Linked DNA regions of Mus musculus: region 2 is linked to region 1. A link is a contact called in public HiChIP or PLAC-seq data. All regions are on one chromosome and are shown on one strand. The core of a region is the stretch at or near the end of the contact, and the rest is flanking DNA. Distances in the headings are between cores, read along the strand shown.

Region 1 (3,966 bases), core at 897-3,396:
GAGAGCCCTAAGGATCCAGGTTAGTTGATTCTGTTGGTGTTCCTGTGGAGTTCCTATCCCCTTATGGGCTGTAATCCTTCCTCCTATTCTTAAAAAAAAGTAATAATTAATTAATTAATAATGATGCAGAAAAGGAAACTGCTTACTTTTTAAAAAAATAGTCTCTCTCCATATATATATATATGTGTGTGTGTGTGTGTATGTGTGTGTGTGTGTATAATCACTGGCCTGGAACTCACTAGGTATTCTAAGGCTGGCTATGAAGTCCCAGAGATCTGCAATCCTCTACCTCCTGAGTGCTATGATCAAAGGTATAAGCCACTACACCTGGCTTACTTTGTTTTTTTCATATGGCTACTGAAAGGTTCGAAGCTGCCCATTTGGCTTGCCCTGCATTTCTATCGGACAGCTCTTTCCTTTTTTTTTTTTTTTTTTGGACAGGGTTTCTCTGTGCAGTCCTGGCTGTCCTGGAACTCACTCTGTAGACCAGGCTGGCCTCGAACTCAGAAATCCACCTGCCTCTGCCTCCCAAATGCTGGGATTACAGGCACGCACCACCACTGCCCGGTGAACAGCTCTTTCCTACTGTGTCCCCAGCTCCCACTAGTGCTAACAGACTGGGTAATTCAAACTTCAGCACCTTCCTCTCCTAGCTCCTCCTCTCTCCATACTAGCTTCCCCACGGTGATATCTTTCTCAGTCCTGAGTTTTATTGTCTGTATTTTGTTTTGTGTGCTGCAACAAGATCTCCTTGTGTATCCCAGACTGGCCCAGAACTCACTATGTAGCTCAATTTCACCTTGAAATCAAGGTGAAGCTAGAAATATAAACCTCTGCCTCCCAAGTAATAAGATTATAGACAGATGTTTGGCCCTGTAGTTTTTTGTTTTTGTTTTTTTTTTCCTTGACCAACAACACCGAGAACAGGAACAAGTCTGGGTTATACCTATCCTAAGCTCTTAATGTCCTCAAGCAATATCTTTAAAAGTTCAGAATTCAGTTTCGGCCCTCATGTTTGTTTTCGTTGCTTGTCACTTCACAATGCCTTTTAAAGATGTCTTTGAGCCGGGCGTGGTGGCGCACGCCTTTAATCCCAGCACTCGGGAGGCAGAGGCAGGAAGATTTCTGAGTTCAAGGCCAGCCTGGTTTACAAAGTGAGTTCCAGGACAGCCAGAGCTACACAGACAGAGAAACCCTGTCTCGAAAAAAACAACAAAAGAAAGCAAAAAAGATGTCTTTGTCTGCCTTTTAGAGATCCTTGATTTTTGAGAGCTTGGGTACACGAGAACCCTTGCATAGTAGCAGTCCTTAATAAACAAATTTATGTTTCTTCCCTACAGTCCCCTCAGCTCTGCTCGGGTGGTGGCTTTCTTTGCCTTGGTTAAACATTTGGGCAGGTTCATGCATTCTTCCTGTCCTCCCTGCTAGGGAACTGAAAGGTCCCTGGCCATTACAGCCAGGGTCTCCAATCTGGAGGCTATAAAGCCCCATTTAAAGCTCCAAACTCTATATACTTTTCCTTCTTCCCCCATCTTGCCAATGGCTGTTTGTGAGGCCCAGAGGACAGAGGGGAGAGGCAGAGGGACGCAAGAAGCCTGTTAGTCTGGTACTGGATTAAGACGGTGTAGTCCTTGCAAGGGCAGACTGTCAACCTGACACTTTCTCTGCTGACACTGTGGAGGGTTGTTGAAAGTTTCCTCTTCTGGGTCTCTCAAGAGCCTCTTTTGATGTGGTGGCATCTGGCAGAGGTGTAGCTGCCTCCCACCTAGCCTCTCTCTGCCTGGGTCTCTGGTTATCTGGCCTACAGGCTCTCTTGGGAAGAATATTTCCCTACTCCTATCTGACTCCATTCTTCCTTCCTGTAACAACACCCCCTGCCTTCCTGCCCCCCAAACTCCCTCTGTTAAAGAAATTTGCAGTCATTATCTAGGCTCTCAATGGCCCTCTCATCACACAGCCTGAGGTTCGGCAGTCCAGCTACCAGCCACATGTGTGCCCAGCTCCTTGGTCAGAGGCTCAACAGTAGCCACTGGCTCCTCCTTAGATCCTTGCAGCAGGTTTGGAGAAGGTGGTAGAGTTTTCTGCACAGCCTTGGGTGGATTCAAGGGTAGTTCCATTTCAATTCGTTCTCCCCACACAGCTAGCTGTCTTTGAACTTCAAATCTGACACACCTATATACCCCAGATGGGCTAGGGTTTCCAGTAAATATATCATCAACCTCACCGTGGACTTTTGTAAATTTCCATATGCCTCTTTTGTCCCGAAAAAGACTCTAATGTGGTAAGCCACCTGAAACTACCGATTTAGTATTTTGATAGACCTGATTATATCAGGCTAAGTTGTGCTGGGTGTGAACTGAATAGACATGGTTAATGTGGGACTTTTTATAATTGAGTTTGGGAATGTAAAAAAAAAAAAAAAAAAAAGGTGACGGCTAGGTAAGGTCCCAGAAATGAAGTTTTTAGTTTAAGAGTTCTGTGATTTTTTTTTTTTTTTCCGCTCAGCAAAATAAGCAGGTCATTACATGTTTGAAAAGATGCTGGGTTAAATATGAGGAGAAACTAATGTTTTGTTGTCCTATGTCTCTGTGTGTCTCTCTGTTCCTCCCCCCCACACACACTGTCTGTTGTGCGTTTCTAATGAAGTAGTAGCATTGTCTGCTCCAAGAGCTGTGTGATTTCCTTTGATAACTGTTAAGACGCCAGAGGTTCTCATTGTTTGATCGTCTTTGATCTCCACAGCTATACTCTTTCTTTTTTTTCCTTTAGCATTGTAGCAGCCTTAAACTTTTTTACATGCCTGTGAACACCAATAGTTAGTACTGCCTTCACGGAGGTACGTCGTGTGGCAATGTTTACACAAGAAAACCATTCGTAAATCCCCATTCTTGCCCTTTTTCTCGGGGGATCACTTTCTTCGAAGGGAATGGATCATCCCCAGTTGCTGCAGCCCACATGCTTCTTAAAAAAGGAACAGGGGTTTTAAGCGTTTGGATCACTTCGTGGTCTTAAAAGTTGTGGCAGAAAGAGCAGCAGTGTTAGAAAAGGTGCAGGGTGATTTTTACAGGGGTAGGGAGGTGTCTAGTACATACAGCACTATGGAAGTGTAAGCCGAATAAACCCTTTCCTCCCCAACTTGCTTCTTGGTCATGATGTTGCACAGGAATAGAAACCCTGACTAAGACCTCCTTCCATAGGTGAGCTCAAAGTCAAAAACTAAAAAAAATCTAATATTTTATAGGTTCTTTCCAGTATTGTTCTGAAAACAAAACAGTTGATGGTTCTTTAGATGGATCAAGGATTCCCAATGAGGGGTACGCAAATTCCACACTCAGGGGTGCACTATCCACTGTGAGGCTGGACGGCCGCAGTGTGTGTGCTGTGGCTCCTTCCTGCCTTCGGTCACAGCGCACTGCTTTAGAATGAACAAAGAGGGAAGGAAACGCAGGCTGTAATGGTAATGGGCTCCCTTTGTCTCCAAGAGAGGCTGAACTTGACCTTCGAAGGCACAGAGGTCCAACGCACACTTTTAAAAGTAATATTTAAATTTTAATAGAGACAGTGATAACCAGACTCTCAAAACCAAAAGACTGGTCTTTTAAAGTAACTGATTAGCAAAGAACAAAAACTTTAAGAAGAAAGTCTACAACTAGAAATGAAAGTCTTGTCCTCATCCCTCCATCCCAAGGAGGCCAGCTGCCTGCTTTTACATATCCCCACAGAGTTTACACTCATGATCTGCTTACAAGTTCATGGCAAGTCTGGTCTGAAGGATGTGATGCTACAAGCTGGATTTGAAAAGTTAGTTATTTATTGTGTGTGCATGTACACACAAAGCACACATGTGAATGTCAGAGGAAAACTTGTGGGAGTTGATTCTCACCTTCCACCTTGGTGATGTGCCTCATGGTTTGGTGTGAGCCGGAGGATGCTCTGTTGCTAGTATTAGCTGATCTCCTTCCCTGG
Region 2 (3,966 bases), core at 664-3,163, 250 kb after region 1:
GTGAGTATTCGATTGCTTGTCCTGTCTTGTCTGTGTGGGACCATTGCATAGTAGATGATAGCAGTGCTCACATGGGAACACTGTGTGGTGGATCATAGTAGTGCACACACGAGAGCACTGCCTAATGGATGTTTGTAGTGTACACATTACATTTTTGAAGACTGAGCAAGAGGCTGCAAGCTTAACCTCTGGGTGACAGAGGCAGCAGAGTTTCAGGCAGTTTGTATTTGGGAAACAGCTTATATGAGCATGGTGCCTAAGAAGCATTTCATGGAAGGCCTCTGCTGACATACGGCTGGGACTAAGGGAACCTGGAAAGAGGTAGTAACAACCAAGGGACACGCAGCAGGATTGTGTCATCCTTGGAGCTCAAGAGATAAACAACATTAGTGGAACACCATAAGATGACCCATAGCTAAGAGCTCTGCTCCAGAAACTATGACCTTAAAAATGTAATGCAAAAAATGTGTGCTGTGCTGCAAGTCAAAGGATCACAGCTTCCTCTTTTGGCCTCAGTCCTTCAGCAGGGCCACTTCTTAGTAAAATTAATTTGTAATAAAAGGACAAAGTACTCAACTGGGTAGAAATTAGCCTCCTGGAACAGAAGAGAGGACAAGGGACTGGAGAGTGTACTGAAAGGGCACAGAATGTGAGTTCTGATCAACTTTGAAGTGTTGAGTCTTAGAGCAGGTAGAACATCTTGCCAAATACTAATCTTTTATAGCTGCATGTGTTGGCAAAGTACATGCCCCAAACATTTCCAGATTCACCAGTACTCCATTTTATATAGATCAAATCTCAATTTTTCTTTTGAGACAAGGTTTCACATAATGCAGGGTAGCCTTGAACTTACTGTACTGTTAAAACTAACCCTGAATTTCTGATCTTCCTGTCTCTACCTCTCAAGGGCTGGGGTTATACGTGTGCACTACCATGTGTGGTTTCAGATATGATAATTTTGTTGTAAAGGGTACAATACTGTTGAGAGTCAGTTTTGCTATATGTCTTAAAAGCACAAACATAGTGAAGTAAATTAATAGTTAAAATTGTTATAAGGCTGAGTAGTTTTAATATCTTCCATATTGTACCTAAAAGACTATAACTGACTTGTAAAGCATAAGAATTACAGTTATTTGTAACAAATTGCTATTGCAAGACTAAAATGTAACAAACAGGGCATTGAGCAATAGCTTAGTTGTTTAGAGCACTTGCTGTTCTTTAAGAAGACTTTAAGAAGCACTGGTATGGTGGCTCAAAGCTATCAGAAGGGCTTTGGAATTCAATTTATGCTCAGCATGCTCAAGGATTGAGTCAAAACTCAATTATCCATTGGGTCAATCACTGACTCATAGGAGTTGGGAGAACAGAATCCTAGGTTCTTTTCCCTGGGTGAGGTAACTTTGAGGTTATAGCCCACACAGGTTCTCAGCATCCTCCAGTAGAATCAAGCTCCTACCCACCCTGAGAAGTCTTATCCCATAACTTTCTACTGACTATCTGTCTTTTATCTCTTTATTCCCTTCCTCTTCTAGAACTTTCTAGAATCACCTCACTCTGAAGTACATGGACCCGTCTTTCGAATCCTGCTTCTGGGAAAAATGTAAATGAAGACAAAGATGCAGATGAGTTCTAGCCCATGTGTGTTTCCACGCATAGATACGAAACCCCAGCCTCAGCCTTTGCCTTTGAGTGACTTGTGGCTCTTTTATGTATTTCTAATGGCTGTTTACTGTCAGGGGCTGGAGGAGGGACACAAAGCATTTCCAGCATCCCTTATATACCTTGTGGTTGGTTCACAGCCCTCGGCAGCACGCATCCCTAGTCCCAAGATCTCCTGCTGACTTTGAGCTGCCGCTTGTGTAGGAGGGTGGTGAGTAGAGACTGCAGCTTCAAAGCTTCAGAGGTGCAATCATAGGGGAAATTCTGTGGTACGCCTTTTCACCCAGCTGACAGGAATCTAGATTCTCTGACATCTTCTTTGACATTTGTTTGCTTTCTCATGTTTGTAGCTCCAACATATCTTTTTTTTCACAGATTTGATTTTGTCTGTGAAATTTTTCCTGAAAACACTTTCATAGCTTGAGGATCCTCAACACCAGCACCCGGAATTGACTTTCATTCATAGAATTTGTCAGTCGCAGGAATCCTATTTTTTCTTTAATTTTATCTAAGAAAACAAGGTATGTGAGGTGGGAGATTTTCACCTGCTTTATTCCTGCCTATATTCATGGGAGGAATTCAGTTGATATTCATTGAAAAAACAAATCATTTAGATACCGAAGGCAGCATACATGTCTGTAAATGGCTAAGTCCACACATGGGGACCCTGAAAAGCTGCTGAGTCAGTTGTCTTTGTGGTGTATTTGCCTGAGTCATATTCTAGAGCACCAGGCTGTGCTAGGAGACAATGATCATTCTAGAAATAGAAAATCATTTGGACATCCTAATCTGACTATTGAATACGCAGAGCATGGTTTCTGCAGCCTATTAAATTGCTGATGATCTATAAAGACTATAGACTGACTTGGAATTTAGTGTGTTTTAGGACCCCAGAAATTTCAAAGTGCTCCAAACAAGTAAACACGGAATATCAAGTTGTATTTAGCCACTATATATCCTACATATTCTGCTTTGTTTCGTGGATTTGTTGGGTCTCATGGATAAGAGTCCTCCTGTTTATTTTTTTTTGCAGCTCAAGATTTTTCCTCTTGTATGTTGATAAATACCTTGTGGTTCCCTACAATATAACACCCGGTCTCTTAGTATTTTTGTTGCTATGATAAAATACTCTGAGCAAAAGCACCTGATGGAAGGAAAGGATTTGTTTGGCTTAAACTTCTGGGTCATAGTCCATCCCTGAGGGAATTCAAGACAGAAACTCATGCAGAGTTTGAAGTAGAAACCATAGAAGAATGGTGCTTACTGGCCTATTAACTTATGCTTAGGTAGCTTTTTTTTGTACAGCCCAAGGACACGTGCACTAGAAACAGAGCAGCCCACATCAGGATGGGTCCTCCTACATCAATTAATAACAAAGACAATCTCTCACAGACATGTGAATAGGCCAATCACATCTGAGCAATGCCCCAGCTGTGTCTCCATTCTTGTGACTCAAGGTTGTGTCATGTTGGGAGTTAAAGATTTTGGGATACTCACAATTGGACAGAAATAGACCACAGAAATCCACAGTGGAATTAAGTCTCTCCAAACCTTTATGCTGAATATTAAAAACTCAGGATGGAGAGATGGTTTTGCCATTAAAGACTAGGCTCACAATCCAAAATTCAGATAGTATCTTTATATTCTATGATAGTCTGAACATAGGAAAATATAGGTTGGTAAATTTCTGGGAGCTTACAAGAGCAGAATGGGAAGGAAAAAATCGACAAGAATAGCTCACAGGGGGCCCTAGGTTCAGCAAACTATTTTACACACTCCATCTTGATGTGGCCACATGGCAGTGATGCTTACTCCATTGAATTTACTTATAAAAGTAGAATTTTATTCTATGTAAATTATACCACAATGGAAAACAAACTGCCACCGAAGTAACTTTATGAGCATATTATAAACTACAAGTTGGTTTCTCTAATTATGGGACTATTCAGTTCTAATAAATGTTTTACATCACCTTTGTGACACTGGGAATCAACTCTGGCCTCTGGACATGCTACTGGTCTTAGCTAGGGTTTCCATTGCTATGAAGAGAGACACCACAACCAAGGCAACTCTTATAAAGGCAAACATTTACTTGGGGCTGGCTTATACTTTCAGAGGTTCTGTCCATTATCATCATGGTAGGAAGCATGGCAGTATGCAGGTAAACATGGTGCTGGAGAAGCTGAGAGTTCTACATCTAGATCCAAAAGCAGCCAGGAGACTGGCTTCTTCAGGCCATTGGTAGAAGGATCTCTTTCTTCTTCACTGGGTGAACTTATTACCTCGAAGCTCACCCCACAATGCTGA

Evidence for each region. HiChIP or PLAC-seq counts read pairs in DNA pulled down with a chosen protein or histone mark.
Region 2: a BATF HiChIP or PLAC-seq map of CD8 T cells shows a contact between it and region 1, with 5 read pairs. The contact joins two enhancer-like sites. A contact is called at or near these places in 1 of 484 Hi-C or Micro-C datasets (CD4 T cells) and 1 of 115 datasets of contacts at active chromatin or transcription factors (CD8 T cells).

The regions. Positions count from the first base shown.
Region 1 is chr17:51,877,700-51,881,665 of GRCm38.p6, forward strand. No RefSeq gene overlaps it. Among named protein-coding and RNA genes, the nearest start is that of Gm20098, 3.0 kb to the right of the region's middle. Within about 2 kb of position 2,147, at least 35 of the 459 cell types and tissues checked have an H3K27ac peak or open chromatin away from gene starts, as enhancers often do. A contact at or near this core is called in CD8 T cells, where this site is marked.
Region 2 is chr17:52,123,633-52,127,598 of GRCm38.p6, forward strand. No RefSeq gene overlaps it. Among named protein-coding and RNA genes, the nearest start is that of Gm19585, 24 kb to the right of the region's middle. Within about 2 kb of position 1,914, at least 8 of the 459 cell types and tissues checked have an H3K27ac peak or open chromatin away from gene starts, as enhancers often do. A contact at or near this core is called in CD8 T cells, where this site is marked.